Regions from separate parts of the Triticum aestivum genome. Here regions 1 and 2 are each linked to region 3. The links are chromatin contacts, called in public Hi-C and HiCAR-type maps. All regions are on one chromosome and are shown on one strand. The core of a region is the stretch at or near the end of the contact, and the rest is flanking DNA. Distances in the headings are between cores, read along the strand shown. Region 1 holds the start of LOC123145931 (aspartate aminotransferase, chloroplastic). Region 2 holds the start of LOC123145932 (pistil-specific extensin-like protein). Region 3 holds the start of LOC123145934 (alpha-1,6-mannosyl-glycoprotein 2-beta-N-acetylglucosaminyltransferase).

Region 1 (2,700 bases), core at 151-2,650, 500 kb before region 3:
GCTATGCTTGATCAGGGTCGCCATTTGTGGCTTATTCATCCTCATGACCTAGCATGTATTCCAATAAACATTCGCATTGATCAATAAAGTGTTGGCGATCCTAAAAAAAGGTATTTTCTTGTTCGACTGAGATTCTTTTTTATCTTTCTTGTACAAAAATATTGTCTCTCGAAGATTATTCCAAGAAAAATGTTGTATTATTTTCTTTAGATACATACGACCTGAATTCCATTGTATTCCCTTTTTCACAAAAAAGTGTTATGTCTATACAATATATGCATATTGATATTTGCTTAACAAAAGACTTTAACATTTCTGGTCATTCTATAGGAGATTGTGAAATAAGCTGTGTACATCACGTTTTGCAACGGCAAATGAATACTAGAGTTGATATAAATTGATACTCCCTCCGTCCCATAATATAAGAGCGTTTATGATACTACTGTAGTGTCATAAACGCTCTTATATTATGGGACGGAGGGAGTATATTGTATGTAGAGTGGTAAGGGCGTCCCAGTCTTCTTCTTTTTTTACTACGAAAAAAATCTTTTTTTAGTAAAAAATATCTTTTTTTCTTGGAATAAAATATTTTCTCAACAATATTATTCTTAGAAAATGGATATTTTTCTTTACAAATGGACGACCTAAGTTTCATTTCATTCCTTTTAGAAAAGAAACCTATGGAGTATAATATTTGCCTGGATGAAAACATAAAAGTTTTGGTCATTTTCCTAGGAGATTGTAAAGTAAGTCCAACTGCAGAAATAATACCAGAATGAATAAGAATTGTGTAGCTTGGAACAAGAGGCTTGCCACTTCCAAAAATTTAACATCTAATCCACATGATATATTTTTTGTCTAGCTTTTTCTTCCACTCAATTAATACTCCTTGAAATGGTGACGGGAGAGGAGGCGGCGGAGAAAACGGCCAAGAGAGGAGTTAGTGACAAAAAGGAGAAGAACATGACATCGATGATGATGTGTGGGCCGAAATTAAACCTCCCTGCATGGTCACGTCGATGAAGCGCGAGAGATTTTGTTGATTTTCTATGCACGTGTTTATTAAACAAGAGGTGCATTCTCAGTGTAGATTAGTCCAGGATTGGACTACATATGGTTTCTCGTCCTCAAAGTAGCCCGCAAAGGCAGATTGATTTTCCCTTATTGAGATTTCGGATACAACCGTGTCATCCGTTGCATCAATTTTTAAATGCCGAGTTGCCCTAGAGGAGGTCATTCTTCCACACTATCTTTTGACAAAAACAAAAGGTGACGGACAATTCTCCCTTCGAACCCAGCGAATACCGTGGGTGTAAAATGCAGCTTTGAGAAACTCGGAACCTGGTTTTTGGTAGCAGAGTGGCTAAGGATCCAACGGCCGAGGCCTGGCCACGTCGCCCTCCCGGTTCGAATCCCCGGCCCCGGAAGTCGACAGCAGAACCGAACCAGTATCGCCAAATCCGTCCAACAAGACAAGCTCAGTTCCGACGGAGACTCCAAGGCCATCGCCATCCACCCGTGCTCCGCTCTGATCCCAGATCACCCTCGCCCCATCCTCCGCGCGCTGCAGCTCTCGCCCCACGCGGATGGCCTCCGCCCTCTCCGCCCCGGCGGCCTCCGCCGTCGTCGCCGCCCGGTGCAAGGCACGGGCCCGCCTCCTCTGACGCCGAACGCGTCTCTTTGTCGGTGCAGTGGATTCTGAACCTTTTCTCTTTTTTGTCGTGGGCGCAGGTGTTCGGAGGAGGAAGGAGCGATGGGAGGGCCGGATGCCGCGTCGGGATCCTCGCGAGGAAGGTGACTTGCCCGATCCTGTGTCCCCTCTCGCTCTGCCTTACCTAGATCCCGCATTTGATTTGTGGATTGGTTTGGTTCTGTAACGCGACTGCGCTAGATGGTTCTGGGTCCTATATCGTAGGTGTTCGTGTGTGCACGACTCAAATAGGCGCTGACTTCCTGGATTGGCCATTCAGGGCTGCTAGTGGTTCAGTGTTAATACGCACAGTAATGTTCAGAATCGACTAAGCGATTACTCCTACATAGTTTGCACCGTGACTGGCAATCATGCATGATGCTACAAGCTTTTAGAACAACAGCGGTTCGTGGAGTGACATGCTTTGGACCGCTGGCGTGCCTCCTGGTCCTGGGATTCAGCCTTCACGAAGCTCTGATATGTGCACATTTTCTATTGTAATTTTTTTGTGGCCTCGTAACTTGCTTCCTGGACTGACAATTCAGGACTGCTAGTGGTTTTCCTTGCGTTGTTCTCGATTCAGGACTGATAGTGATAGGACCACTCTAGAGTTGCTCGTTTCAAAGTTGAGGCACATTGCAGTTGGTAGTGTAGCTGGTTAAGCCAGCATTTCTGTTTCTCCGTGGATAATCCTTTTGTACGTGACGTCAGATGCGCCTTCACGCCTTGTGCCATGCCAATATTTGACATCTCATGATATGGTTTGTGCTTTGAAATTTAATTCTTCCTTTGCCGTTTTGGATGCAGAATACTGGCCACATAACGATGGCACTTGCAGTAGACGCTTCTCGCTTTGAAGGAGTGCCGATGGCCCCTCCAGACCCGATTCTTGGGGTTTCGGAAGCATTTAAAGCTGATACAAGTGATCTGAAGCTCAACCTTGGTGTTGGCGCCTACAGAACGGAAGAGCTACAGCCCGCTGTCCTCAATGTTGTCAAGAAGGTAAGTCT
Region 2 (2,700 bases), core at 192-2,691, 320 kb before region 3:
GGGCAGGAAGCCAGCCAGAGCCAGCGCGCGAGTTGTCTAGGCTAGGCAGCGTCACCACGACTTTGACGTGTTCCACGTGAGCGAGTGAACGTCACGCAGGAGGCAGGAAGGTAACCTCAAACGAAAGGCGCCAGGTCAAGTCAGCGTTCACATCCTGCGCCCAGGCCCGATCCACCGGCGCAGCAGCCGGGGCAGGGGCACCGCACGCCGGACGCCGTACGTCGTACGTGCCGCGCAATGCATATTCCTCCCCCGCAACTCCTCACGCGCGCCGAGCCCATGCCGATGTCGGCATCGCCCTCGCACTGACTCCACCCATTCATTCATTCATCACTCTGCTTTACGTGTCCCCGGCCTTTCCCTTTCCCTTCTTTTTTCCCAGAGGGAGACGCCCCTTTAATCATATGGCTCATCGCGTTTGACACCATGCCACGCCCACGCTTTCCTCACCGACCGGTGGGCCCCTCCGGACCCGCACTCCACGATGCGAAGCATCAAGCTGGACGCGAAAGGCGAGCCGAAAATATGCTTCGGAAAGAAAAGGCGCCTCAGCTGAAAAATAGGAAAAGATTGACCACGACGTGCTCTGCCCCGCCTCGTCCTCCCCGCGTCCCCGGTACCGACCGTCGGGCCCACCGCCGGGCCGCGACGAGCCCAACGGCGAGTTGTTTTATCATGGCTGCCCCTCTGTGACCAACCAGGTCCACGGAAGGTGGCACACACAGCATAATCCGCGAATAAATTCCTTTTTTAACCAAGAAAAGATGCTTCGCATTTTATTATTATTTCGCGAGCGATTACCACTCATCAATTATATCAGTCACGGTGGGTGCGGCGATAATGAGAATCGATAAGGACGCGCCGGGGTGGGCCCGGCCCGAAACCGCCTGGCGGGCCGCAGCTGGAACGACGCCACAGCTGTATGTTGCCGGGCCCGCCGCTCCCCACTTGCGTTTCGCGGCTGCCACGTCAACTGTGCTGCGTCTGTGCCTATCTTTTTTTTATTTTTGAGTACGCGTCTGTGCCTATCCCCTTCCCCGATATTTACCCCTCAATTTCCTACGAATTTCTCGCTCACGTCTCTCCATTTCACCACACCTTTGCCCCCCGAAACGTCCACTATTCACGACCCAACTGCCACCCCGCGCACCAACCGCGATGGCGCGCCATGAAATTTCACGCAAGTCCAGGGGCTCCACCCAACCCTCGCCAATAATTCGGCCGCCCACGTCGGGCACGAGCACGAGCCGGGCCCACCCCGTGCCCCCACCACGTCAGACCAATAAAGATCTCTTGCCCCCTAAGCATAACGAAAAAAAACGCTAGTATTATTTTTTTATCACTTCGAGTCGGAGAGGGTAAGCGCAGCGCGCACGCTTCCGTCTGGGCCCGGCCCGGCCCGCTCGGTTTCTTCTTCTTCCTCTATATAATGCGGCCCGGCGGCACCCGGATATCTCCCCCAATGTTCTCTCTCCCACAGATCCCCTCTTCTCGCTAGGGTTAGGTCTCCCCCGGCGCGGCGCAATCCGCAAATCTCGACGACGGCGCCGAGCAGCGAGCGAATCCACTCGATCTAGTCCCGCGCCGACGAGCCCATGGCGACGGCGGTGCTCAGATCCCACGACGCGCTCGCCAACCGGATGCATCTCGACGCCTTCGCCGCGTCCCCCCAGGCCGCCAAGCAGCGCCGCCGGCGCCACCCCAAGCCGGCCTCGCCGCCTCCCAAGGTGGTCGCGGTGGTTGCTGGCTCTTCGCCGCCAAAGCCGGCTCTTTTGGCGTCGCCGGCGACGAAGCAGGCCCCCGCGGCCGGCCGTCGGTCCCCGCCGGCGAAGCCTGCCCGCAAGCAGCCTTCCCCGACCAAGGAGAAGCCCCGGCAGCAGCCGATCGTGATGGAGGCCGTCCGGATCCTCAAGCGCGGCGAGGAGCCCCCGGCTCCCTCCCCCGCCCCTGCGCCTGTCCAGGCACGGGCGCAAGCCCCGCCGGCCGACAGGCGGGTGCGGTCTCCCTCCCCTGCCTCACCGCCCGTCGTCAAGGCCCGGCCCCAAGCCCCGCCTGCGGACAGGCGCGTGCGGTCTCCTCCCCCAGCCACAGCACCCATCCCGGCCCGGGCGCAAGCCCCGCCGGCCGACAAGAGGGTGCTCCGGACCACCAGCCGGATCGGCCCGCAGCAACCCGCCGTCGTGCCAACCAAGAAGATGGTGCCGCTCGCCGTCGCAGCCAGCTACGCCGGCCCGGCGTTCTCGGCCGCGGCCCCGGAGCCGAGCTCTCTCCCCCTCCCTGGGTTCTTCTTCCGCCGCGCCGAGGAAGAGGCCACCCGCGGCCTCCGCTGCCTGCTCCGCATCGGCGAGCTCTCATGATGACGGCTCCCCCTCCAGCAGCGTCGTGTGCGCCCCCTCCGCGGCCGCGCCGTTCTGCTCTGCTCCCTCCTCCCCCTCGTCTCGCCTCATCTCGTCGGAAGCAACAAGAAGAAGAGGTGGTGGTGGTAATAACTCTCCCTGACTGAAGGACGGAAGGATTTTATCTGTGGATGGTTGGTGTGCGGATGGATCCGGCGGCGAGCTTGCCGGATCAGATCCCGGCTCCGTTCCGATCGAACCCTTCCGGTATTTTTTCAGAGGAAGGGTCGTCGAGGGAGCGGAGGTCCGGCGGTAGGGTTTGGTGGTGGTTGCTTTAGGTTCGCGCGTTGCTGCTGCTGCACAG
Region 3 (2,700 bases), core at 119-2,618:
CTTTGTTACACAGTTGCAATGTATATCACTTAAACATTTACTATTGCTAAATTTAGATATACAATGTAACAAAAAATCTTTTTGACTTAATTTTTGAAAAGTTGCATTTATATGTGTGTATGTGTGCGTGCGGATGCATATTTTTATATCATTAAATATCATGGTATACTCTAACAAATATCTTAATAGTGTTCGAGTGTATATTTAGTTAAGCATATTTGTACAAATTTCTAGTGTATGGAAAATTTGTCTTGCAAGTCAGGTTCATTAATAAACTAAAATCATGTATATGGGATCCAATTGATTCTTGAACATGTGGTCCTAGGTCGTCAATGTCATCATCAAAATCAAGTCATGTACACGGTTCTCTAGGATATACTCCCTCCGTCTCATAATATAAGAGCGTTTTTTACACTACACTAGTGCCAAAAACGCTCTTATATTGTGGAACGGAGGAAGTACTAATTTTCTTCTTCAGTTATTCAAATCCATAGACGAGATGAAAATCCTTAATGTTTGTTATCCCTAGATCTTCCTATTTAAATCCTAATCTTATTCAACCTTTCTAGCTCTACCGGAGTCTTTGCTTAGTCACTTGGAATATCTAGACGAACTAGGTTAGCAGTTTACAACTCGACAACTAGCTAAAAAAGAAAAACCTTTCGTTCCACTTGGGTTTATCCGAAAACTACCAAACGGAGCCGAATGAAAAATCTTTCTAACCTTTCTCCCTTTGAAGCAACCAAACATTACTCAGCTGGTTCCTTTGAGCAACTTCATCACGAGTCTTCGAATGAGACATGTTTGGTGCAACAACCACCTGCTTTACAAACAAGGGTGAATCAAGCGAGTTAGGGTTTGCCCATTTCACTTCTCCACTCTCCCCGACGCCTCAGATATGTCGCATTTGCCTCGCCATCTTCATTTTTCCCAAATTCCAATGCGCCTTGTAGTTAAATCTTCGCTCTTTCGCCAATTTCAGAAAACCTTTGGTGTAAATTCCGACTGCTTTTGTTTGCTGCAACATCTTGGATTTATTGTACCAACTTTACACTAAGATCGTCCTTTGTTTTTCGAGATTGAGACCCTTTTTCTCGGAGAAAAAAAAACCCACTAGGAAGAAGATAGCACAATAATTACCAACTACAGAAACAATAATCACATATCCCATTTACAAGGACTTGTAATGGTGGCTAATTACACCAAGGGAAGAATCAGCCCATTCAACTATTCTTTCTTCTTATACTAAACTAAGCTGGGGAAGAATTTTTCCCTTCTCTCAAAGAAAGAAGTTGGGGAAGAATTTTCAAAAGGAAAAGACAAAAGAAGAAAAGAAAGGGACGGCAAACCCAAGCAAAGCCGCCACCAACGAATACCGAGTCCACACTTGCGCAGCTCCTCCTCCGCCCAATCGACTGCTAGCCAACAAACCCCACCGCCCGCCCAGCTCAGAGATCCGACCGCCGCCCAGGATCCCGGGGAGGCGGCGCCGCCGCCGCGGCCATGGCCCTCCACCACGGCGCGCGGCTCCGCTCCCGCGCCGCGCCCCTCCTCGCCGTCGTCGTCCTCGCGGTCCTCGCTCTCGTCTCGCTCCTCCGCGCCAGCCACGGCGGGGGCCGCCTGGCCCCGCCCGCCGCCGTCTCCGCCGCGGCCGCCCGCAACCGCAACCGCACCGCCGCGCAGCGCAAGATCCTGCTCGACCCGTCCTTCACCCCGCGGCTGCCGCGCCAGGGCGCGCTGTCCCTCTCCCTCGCCCGCCGCAACGCGCTGCCGCCGCGCAACGCGGCCCGCTTCCCCAGCCTCCCCGACGGCCACCTCAAGATCGTCCTCTACGTCCACAACCGGCCCCGCTACCTCCGCCTCGTCGTCGACAGCCTCTCCCGCGTCGACGGCATCGGCGAGGCGCTGCTCGTCGTCAGCCACGACGGCTACTTCCCCGAGATGGACGAGATCGTCAAGGGCATCGCCTTCTGCCAGGTGAAGCAGATCTTCGCGCCCTACTCGCCGCACCTCTTCCCGGACTCCTTCCCCGGCGTCGCGCCCGGGGACTGCCGGGACAAGGACAGGGCAGCCGAGAAGCGGTGCCGGGGCGAGCCGGACCAGTACGGCAACCACCGCTCCCCGAGGATCGTGTCGCTGAAGCACCACTGGTGGTGGATGATGAACACCGTGTGGGATGGGATGGAGGAGACCAGGGACTTCGATGGGCACATCCTCTTCATCGAGGAGGACCACTACATCTTCCCCAACGCATACCGCAATGCGCAGCTGCTCGTGGATTTGAAGCCGAAGAAGTGCCCCCAGTGCTATGCGGTCAATTTGGCGCCGTCCGATGTCAAGGCGAAAGGGGAAGGCTGGGAGAGCATGGTTGCTGAGAAGATGGGTAACATTGGCTATGCCTTCAACAGGACTGTGTGGAGGAAGATTCATGCCAAGGCTAAGCAGTTCTGCGACTTCGATGAGTACAATTGGGATATAACCATGTGGGCAACCGTGTATCCATCGTTTGGAGCTCCTGTTTACAGTCTGAGGGGGCCTAGGAGGAGTGCTGCACATTTTGGCAAGTGCGGCCTTCACCAAGGCCAAGACTCCAGCAGTGTTTGTGTGGATAATGGCGCGGGAGCCATAGAACTAGATGCCATCGACAAGGTTCCTAACATCAAAGCTGATTGGCCAGTCCACATCATTAGGAAACAACCA

Evidence for each region. Hi-C and Micro-C count contacts between places; a contact is called where the count stands out from the background. HiCAR-type assays count read pairs that join an accessible place to other places.
Region 1: a contact with region 3 is called in a Hi-C map of leaf, with 6 times the contacts expected there. The contact joins the promoter of LOC123145931 here to the promoter of LOC123145934 in region 3. A contact is called at or near these places in 2 of 5 Hi-C or Micro-C datasets (both in leaf).
Region 2: a contact with region 3 is called in a HiCAR-type map of leaf, with 4 times the contacts expected there. The contact joins the promoter of LOC123145932 here to the promoter of LOC123145934 in region 3. A contact is called at or near these places in 2 of 5 Hi-C or Micro-C datasets (both in leaf) and 1 of 1 datasets of contacts at active chromatin or transcription factors (leaf).

The regions. Positions count from the first base shown.
Region 1 is chr6D:465,357,670-465,360,369 of IWGSC CS RefSeq v2.1, forward strand. It overlaps LOC123145931 (aspartate aminotransferase, chloroplastic), which reads left to right and starts at 1,401. Exons shown (of 11, transcript XM_044565451.1): 1 at 1,401-1,643; 2 at 1,732-1,794; 3 at 2,498-2,692. The coding sequence starts at 1,587.
Region 2 is chr6D:465,538,726-465,541,425 of IWGSC CS RefSeq v2.1, forward strand. LOC123145932 (pistil-specific extensin-like protein) reads left to right here and starts at 1,442. Exons shown (of 1, transcript XM_044565452.1): 1 at 1,442-2,700. The coding sequence starts at 1,596. The coding sequence ends at 2,357.
Region 3 is chr6D:465,859,849-465,862,548 of IWGSC CS RefSeq v2.1, forward strand. LOC123145934 (alpha-1,6-mannosyl-glycoprotein 2-beta-N-acetylglucosaminyltransferase) reads left to right here and starts at 1,369. Exons shown (of 1, transcript XM_044565454.1): 1 at 1,369-2,700. The coding sequence starts at 1,504.